Linked DNA regions of Mus musculus: region 1 is linked to region 2. Evidence: chromatin contacts called from public promoter capture Hi-C data. All regions are on one chromosome and are shown on one strand. The core of a region is the stretch at or near the end of the contact, and the rest is flanking DNA. Distances in the headings are between cores, read along the strand shown. Region 1 holds the start of Bves (blood vessel epicardial substance). Region 2 overlaps Atg5 (autophagy related 5).

Region 1 (4,351 bases), core at 1,527-4,026, 1.0 Mb before region 2:
CAATGTTAACTCACTGCCACATGCCTACCATAATATGTGCACATAATACATAATCATATACAGAACTAGCATATACACATGCACAGAGAGAACGTAAATAGTTCCTTTATAAATATTTTCTTTTATTCTCCAACTTAGGCCTCTATTTTAATTCCTCAAATAATTCTAGTTGGTGGCATTTCACAAATTAGAAAAAAATAGCAAATATACAATTTATATGTAGGAAGGTTCATGAATATACACTTGGATATTAAAATATTAAGCTCCATAGCAAATGCATTTCAAACAATATACATTTTACACAGATTTGTATAAAATGTAACACAAAGTTACACTCCACCCTGTCCATTCTTGGCCTCTGCTTGGTCTTGTATTATTAATTATACAAATCTGGTCCTTGACAAAACTACAAAGGTTTACAGAAGAGATGAGCTAATCTATTTCACTTTTTACTGTCAAATGAAGAACCAAAATATCTTTAAATTTAATTTAGAAATATATACATCTTTGAAATAAAGAAATTCACATCTTAACATAATACAGGTTTTAAGTAGTATAATCATAGGTGTGAACATCTTGAAAGGACATGACACAAGTATATGTGGATGAATTCTGTATATCTTATGAAATGAATTGAGGCAAAGCCGACTTTCGTGACATTTGTTTTGTGGTGCTGATCACACACTCACACATGGGGCTTTAAAGGGGACAAGAGAGCACTCCACCACCTAAACACATACCCACCCTAAACAGCTCACAAATAATAACAGTTGACTTAAAGTTGACTTAAATATTGATTTTCTACAAAAAGAAAAAAATAAGAGTCCAACTACCTTCCAAACATCTTAATAAAAATACAAGCTTATCACGATGGGCTGGTTCCAAGAACCCTAAAATGAGTGTGAGTGTCACGCCTGCCTCCTGTTGCCATGGCTACCCAATGTCCTGTGGGAGGCAGGGATAATCCGTACACTCCCAAGACCCTATAGATAATGTCACTGGGGAAGAGCCTAAGGAGATGAGCCTGAAACATAACACATATGTAAAAATCATTTTTCAATCATACTTTCCTGCATTTGATCAGCTTCTATACCACAAGCCAGCCAATGTTGCCTCTCTTTTTAATCTGTGCCTCAATCCCAACCCCAGCCCCAACCCCATCCCTGCCCCTAGGACTAGAGACAGCTTTACTACAGGGTCTTAAAAACTCAGTCGAAACTGGGCAGTGGTGGCACACGCCTTTAATCCCAGCACTTAGGAGGCAGAGGCAGATATATTTCTGAGTTTTGAGGCCAGCCTGGTCTACAGAGAGAGTCAGGGCTACACAGAAAACCCCTAAAAACAAAACAAAACAACAACAACAAAAAAACTCAGTCGGGTTGTGATGTTCAAAAGCAGATTTTTGTACTAAATTAATCGACACAAACACCCCCTCATATTTCGCCTATGCTACCTCCTAATCTGCTATAGTTCACTTTTAGGTTTTAGAAGTGGCATTAAAAGCTTACATTTCTGGTCAAAGGAAATTGGCAAGGAAAACTATTATTTTCCTCAAAACCAGAAAATATTAATAGCTATTAAAATGCATTACATGTGTTTATTTCTACAGTGGTGTACGGGTGCATAAGTCAGAGGACAGCTTGCTGGAGACTCTCCCCTTCCACTTCGCGGGTCCTGGGGATACAACCCAGGTTGCCAGGCGTGCTGGCATGTACCTTCACGGCCTGAGCTCTTTCACCGGCCCTAAATGGCCAGGTTTAAATGCAGGCATATTGTAGAACATACTTTGCTACGCTACACTTATTAAAGATACGCAAATGTTATATGCAGCTGTAGATATATAGTTACATATATTGCTGTGAAATGCTTCTTACCTGTCATAAATCAGTTCAATTTTTTTTCGCTATCCAATGACTTAGTCTAACGGCCTGCTTAATCACTTCTTAATAGGTTTAAGTGGCCTACACTGAACTGCCCTTATACGAATAATGAATGATGATCTAATGAAGAAGGTTAGATTACTGGATGAATTTGTAAACTGTCAAAATCAGAACGTCATCTTTCTCATCAGATCCTCCACGTCTAATTCCCCAAATTACTCACTGTAGTAAAAGCGTGCCCATCTACTGGTTTTCAAATAGGCATCTGCAGGTCTACATACCTGACCGAGGAAGCAAGCTAGCACATTAAACCTTGACCAAATTAGAAAAAAAAAAAAAAAAAAAAAAAAAAAAAAAAAAAAAAAAGAAGAAGATGAATAGCGATGAGCAAAAACCTTTTGAGGAGACGCGCAATTCACTGATATTTTCCCGGACTCTCCGCGCACCTCCGGGCGGCTCGGGGCGACGGTTTTGTGGGATCCGTCTGGCAGCCACCCGTTTCTCTAGGACGCGGGCGGGTGGCGAGGACCCGTGGCTCCCACTGCTCCCCCACCCGGGACCCGCTCGCCCTGCTCTCACAGCAGTGTCAGCGTCCACAGCTCCGCGGCCCCCCGCTGTCCCGCCGAGGGACCGGGGCGCGGGCAGGCGAAGGGCGGCTGCAAGGACGACGCGGGACGCGGGCGCATCGCAAGTTGCTCGGCCGCTCCGTGCCCAACTTTCCCGCGCGATCGCGCGCTCTGGCTCCTTACCTTGCGCGTCCCGGGGCCCGGGGGCGGCGGCGCGCGCAAAGTTTGCGACGGCGGCGGCGGCGGCGAGCGGCGGTGGCTGGACGGGCTCGCGGCGGGTCCCCAGGCAGCGCGGCCCCGGCCCGCTCCCCGTTCGCGGAGGCTTTGACTAAAATAGGCATCCCGGCGGCCGGCTGGGGCGCACGGCGCACGCGCCGCCCGAGGTCGCCCCCGCGGGCGGAGCCCCGCTCCCCGCAGACCCGCTGCCTGGCCCACCGCGTGCGCGCGCCCGCTCCCGCGCTTCCTTGTTTGGGCATGAGTGGGGACACGCGCGGACGCGGGTCGCCCCCCGCTGGAAAGGGCAGGGGAGTGAGGACAGACCCCTCGGAGAGTTGCCCGAGGCTCGGAGGGCGCTGTTGCTCCGAGACACCTGATAGCCCAGCCAGATCCCACCTACAAGCTAGCAGGCTGGATTTCAAAGGAGCGAGGTTAAATGCTTACATTTAGGACCAGAAATTGAGAAAAAATAGGATATGGACATATTCTTCAATCAGTATTTATACTGGACATGGTATACCGGACCAGATAAGAAATGCAAGAAAGTTCACAGTAATGAAAAATCGGTGGGATGAAGTTTATAGGACAAATAGAAAGGTTAAATGGACATCCGATAACCACCAAGTGTCCTCTGTGTGACAGAGAACGCAGTCCTGTGGGATCAAAGATCAAAACAGAACCCCCGCTATGTCAGGATGCGTATAGAGTACCCCCGAGGTGCACATTGGTCCAATCTGCCTAGTAGAGAGCACGCCTGCTATTCCAGAGCCAAGTAGTATAGACCAAGTTGCAATCTGTCTGCTCCAGTTGGCTCTGGGGCATTCCCCACAGGCCCCTGTGTTGATGGCTTGGCTTGGTCCCAGCATTATTGAACCTTTAAAATCTTTAAAGAGGAGTTGGCTCAGTAGTAAAGTGCTTACCAGCGAGAAGCCTGAGTTTTCAGTTCCACAACGCAGGATGCAACAGCCTAAAACCTGTTATCCCAGTGTATCCATGGGGACAGGGGAGAGTCCCTGGGAACTTCAGTGGCAGGGCAGGAAAAGTAAGTCTCAAAGAAGGTGGATGGCAGGAGATCACAGTGGCGGTTTTCCTCTTTCCTCCACCTCAAGAGAGCCTGCTCTCAAATCTCTCCCTCCCCCCATCTCACCTTCATGCCCATGCTCTCCCCACGCGCTCTCCTCTTTCCCCCTCTTCCTCTCTTCATGAGTGTATGTCCCAGGGCATGCAGAGGGACCATCAGTCTTGTCTTGTGAGTCTCGCATTAACCTGAAAGTTCCCGGTTAAGCTAGTCTAGCGGACCAGGGAGCCTCAAGGAACCTGCCTGTCACACCCTCACCAGTTTGGGATTACAAACTGAACCTCCACATCCGACTTTTTAACATGGATTTGGGGGATCAAACTTCTGTCTTCATTCTTGTGCAGCAAGGACTTTACTAACTGAACCATGTCTCCAGCCCCTTAGGGTTGTGTTGAGAGCTGAATTTCATCACACCCGCAAAGGTTTTAGAATGGTGTTAATGCAGATTCTGGGTGTTTTATCGCTAACTATTCAGTCTGTTAATTTCTAGATGTTCTGTCTGCCATTTTGGCTCCCACAATTAAATACATTCGAGGTATGGGTGTGGATCGCTGTAAATAAAAGGTTTCCCTGTGTGGCTGTTTGTTCATTGGGGGATGGCTCATTATATG
Region 2 (4,341 bases), core at 1,198-3,697:
ATCAGGATCCCAAAATAAGCATTTCCTCACTACACTCAATCTAATAATAGGTTTTGTCAATTCTACCTTCAAAATGACCTTCAACCACAGCGGGCTGTCTTTCTATCCACTGTTGGTCACTACATTCCCCACTTCGGCTCCTGCCTCTCCTTCCCACCCGCTCTTCAGCAGCCCGGTGCTGCTTCAGCACTCTCTGGGCAAAACCCCTCCTCCACTGGCTCTTCCCTCCCATTGCCTTCAACCCTTCCCATTGTAGCCTTGGCCTACAAGAACCCACATGATGGACTCTTTCCCATCCCTCCAGAACATTAACTTGTCCTTTCCTCCTGTGACATCCAAGACATCACGGTTCTCGGTCAGGTTTGGAACCTACCTGCCGTGAACTAAATCATCACGCCCTCCACCTCACCACAGTCATGCTCCATAAGGCTTCTTGGTATTGAGTGGCCAAGAAGTTTAGAGACAATCATGGCTGATGCTGAGCCTTTACCAGTGGGATTAGTGCCCTTATAAATGAGACCCCAGGGTGCTTTCACTCGTGAGGACTCAGGGAAACTCTCTCCTGCGCAGACACTGGGTCTGCAGGTGTCTTACCTCATACTACCCCAGTCTCCAGAGATGGATAAAGTCAGTATTTACTGTTTTGGGTCTATGGTACTCTTGTTGTAGAAATGTGCAGAGACTAAGACCCAAACCAAGCTTTCTTGCCTTGTATTTTGAAACATGGCTCTGTAATACAAGCTGGCTCTTCTCTTCCTTTAGAGTTCACCTTACCTTTACAGAAGTCTTCTATCCCTAGCCCAAGTCTATTTGCATAATTCCTATTTCCTCTTAAAACCAGTTTTATGTTAAAAATGGCAAACTGGAGCCGAGTGTTTGCACATGTATGCAATCCCAACATTTGAGAGACTGAGGCAGGAGGATCCTAAGTTGAAGTCAGAATATACTAGAACCCTGTCTCAACAAAGGAAAAACAATCAAGGGGTGAGTGTGTGTGGTAAATAGCACACTGTAAGCTAATTTAAAAGGCTAACAACATTTTATAAGTAATGGGAATTTTAAGTGTATTTAACAGCTAAATCATACTTTTATCTGCAAGTGTATGGAACTTTAAATCATTTTTTTTAAGTGTTGACTCACTCCGGCCATGGTAATGCATACCCACAATCCCATCACTTGGAAGCTGAGGCAGGGGACTAAACATTTGTCTAGGCTGAACGACTTGTCTCAAAAAACCCAAACAGAAAAAGGAGTAGCTACACTCAGAGAAGACTGGCTAAACGCTGAGCCTTGTACCATTCTTGTAATCTTTTAGTGATTTCCTCAAATCTCCCCATACAGTGTGACGCTGAACAGAAATACTCCACATGAATTGACAACTGTCCCATAAATAAAAATGCTACTTTCTTTTCTGTTGTCACCATTAACTGTTTCAGAGAGGTGGCACATTCTCGTTTCTAAACTGAAAGCCTATAAAAAACTGAAAGGCACATTATGCCTTAAATGAGTTTTCTTGGTTTCATAAGCTTTTCTTATTTCTCCTTCAGAGAGCTTCAAAATTAAAATTAGCATTTGAAAGTATTCAAAAATCGTTGAAACTTGTGCTTAGCTTTGCTGTTCTCCAGGTGCAGCTCTGAATGGAACAGTGGCCCACCTGCTTTGTTTGAATTTGGACAAATTTACAACTACATCGACACAAAGGTGACAACAGCTCTATGACCTCACAATCAGGACCTTGTTACCAAAAAAAAAAAAAAAAAAAAAAGTCCTTAAATATAAAAAGCCATTTCCATAAATAATTTAAACTAAGAATATTACACTATTTATGAAACACTTTAATAGTACTTCCTGGTCATGTGAGAAAGAGATAAAAAAAAAAAAGTAAATCAAAACTTATGTCTTTTACGCTGAAAGTAACACCATGTTTTGAGGATAAAAATGTAAGATATATGCCAACCCCTTGAGCATTCTGCAGTGCAAGATAGAAAACAGCAGTGCAGGAACACCAGAGAACAAAAGGCATGTACAGGGCAGTGCCCCTGGCACACACACCAAGTACAGGAGCCCCACCCTGCTGCCTGCAGTCCAGGAGCTGGCTATGTGACCCCAGGTGCTGGAGGACCACACCTTCTCTGCAATGTCAGGACAAGTTAGATACACATTGCTAACTACAAACAGAAGGCTTCCTACAAAAGGTGACCATATAGACACTGTAAAGACGTGAGAAGTTCAACGGGCAGAAAAGGAGAGGCAGTCTTCTAGACAGAGACGATGGAGCAGCTGCCTTCACAAACACTCCATAGCTAACTTCAGCATCTTTATGTCTATCTATCTGTGTGCACCATGGCATGGAGAGAGAGGACAATCACGGGGCTAGTCCTCTCCTTCCACGGGTGGGAGGCTGAGCGCTGGCTGTCAGGCTTGTTGGCAAGTGCCTTTACTCACGGAGCCAGCCTGCAGGCAGAGTCGAAATCACAGCGTGGCAATGGAGAAGCCAAGCACAGAGCAAATGTACTACCGTGAAGAAGCGGAGGCCGAAGCTGCAGCCCTGGTGTGAGTAGAGACCTTTCAGGATGCATTCATCTTCCAACTATGATCCAAAATAGAGCCATGTCTAAGAAATGAGGACCACACTCTTTCTAAAATCATAAGTGACCAGCCTACGAGAGAGAATCAGGAACACAGCAACACTGGCAAGCTGAAATGGAAGAGATGACTGTGCAGATCTGAAGTGGAGTACATACTGTGTGGATTTGGGCCTGGTAGCCAGGGCCAACTCATACGGCTAAAGCATGACCTGCTCACAGGGCTATGGCTGCGTACTACGGTATACAGAATCAGGAGTCAGGCACTGTGTAGTTACCATTCTGCAGTCCCATCCAGAGCTGCTTGTGGTCTTTTTTCTGCATTTCGTTGATCACTTGACTTTTATGCTTTAAAGCATCAGCTTCTTTCATACACGACATAAAGTGAGCCTCAACCGCATCCTTGGATGGACAGTGTAGAAGGTCCTTTTCTGGAAAACTCTATTAAAGGAAATACACACAAAACAAGTATGCAGACATAAGTTAGCGTCTCAGGAGAACTACATTGACTACATTTCCCCGCTCACCAGTGTTCACAGCATGCCACATTTCATTATCATGATAGCTACAAATATTTTAAAAATTAATTTAGTAATTATTGCCCATTTGACACAATCTGCACTGTTCCCAAAAATCCTCATCTGTGAAGTTACCTCTTGTATGTTCCTAAGGATATCACACCTATAACTGACACTAGCAATCACAAATGTGTGGCCTTTGGAACCAGAAGGCCCAGCTCAATTAGGAAGGCTTTGAAATTGCAATGATAGGAACTCAAGAGACAAGGGAGGGCAGTAATAGAACAGAGAGCTGAGGTACTTATACAGTCAAGGCAGCTGAAGGACGCGCACTGCAGAGAGTGACAGATGCCGCACCACGGCCACCCTGCCTTGCCCCCACTGTGGGGCATCTCTTTCACATCCACCCAAGTGAGAGTAAAGACCACAGTGAAGTTACAAACAGATCCTTGATCCATTACATTTCTATCTCTCCTAAAGTGCACTAGCCATTGTGTACACATCCTTATCTTCCTGACTCAAACAACCTCTTACAGACAGAGTAACACCGTGCTTACTCTCATTATCTTCCAAATTGAAAACATGGCAAAGTAAATTTCATTTCACTTTTACAGGACACTCAGGAAGACTCCCTTTAGGAAGCCATTCACTTGAGGTGTGCAGGTATCTTTTTATTACTTTGCACATACAATCCCTACCACATTCTAAGGGCCAAAGCCAGGACGCTCTGTGTCCTACCACTGAGCTACATTCTTAGGTCCTCTTTCTAGAGATTATAATTGCATTAGTTAGAATATTCACTGACTGTCTATAATGTATCTAGATGGGTTATCAGTAAATGAATATCATTAGATTAAAGCACTTCTTACAAGTAAGTGAAAAAAATTCAATCTATTAGCAATACCACTTGTTAAAGCAGCTAAGCAATACTTTTTTTTCTCTCTTTTTTTATTAGGTATTTTCCTCGTTTACATTTCCAATGCTATCCCAAAAGTCCCCCATACCCACCCCACCCCCCCCAATCCCCTACCCACCCACTCCCACTTTTTGGCCCTGGCGTTCCCCTGTACTGGGGCATATAAAGTTTGCAAGTCCAATGGGTCTCTCTTTCCAGTGATGGCTAGCTAGGCCATCTTTTGATACATATGCAGCTAGAGTCAAGAGCTCCGGGGTACTGGTTAGTTCATATTGTTGTTCCGCCTGTAGGGTTGCAGATCCCTTCAGCTCCTTGGGTACTT

What was found. Promoter capture Hi-C pulls out the DNA fragments that hold promoters and counts their contacts.
Region 1: a promoter capture Hi-C map of hippocampal neurons shows a contact between it and region 2, with 4 times the contacts expected there. The contact joins the promoter of Bves here to the enhancer-like site in region 2. A contact is called at or near these places in 4 of 39 promoter capture datasets (hippocampal neurons, liver, pre-B cells and 1 more), 1 of 484 Hi-C or Micro-C datasets (embryonic stem cells) and 4 of 115 datasets of contacts at active chromatin or transcription factors (embryonic forebrain, embryonic limb bud, forebrain and 1 more).

What each region holds. Positions count from the first base shown.
Region 1 is chr10:45,334,160-45,338,510 of GRCm38.p6, reverse strand. Bves (blood vessel epicardial substance) reads right to left here and starts at 2,776. Exons shown (of 8, transcript NM_024285.3): 1 at 2,630-2,776.
Region 2 is chr10:44,302,252-44,306,592 of GRCm38.p6, reverse strand. It overlaps Atg5 (autophagy related 5), which reads right to left. Exons shown (of 8, transcript NM_053069.6): 5 at 2,864-3,026. Among named protein-coding and RNA genes, the nearest start is that of Atg5, 36 kb to the right of the region's middle. Within about 2 kb of position 2,447, at least 14 of the 459 cell types and tissues checked have an H3K27ac peak or open chromatin away from gene starts, as enhancers often do. A contact at or near this core is called in hippocampal neurons, where this site is marked.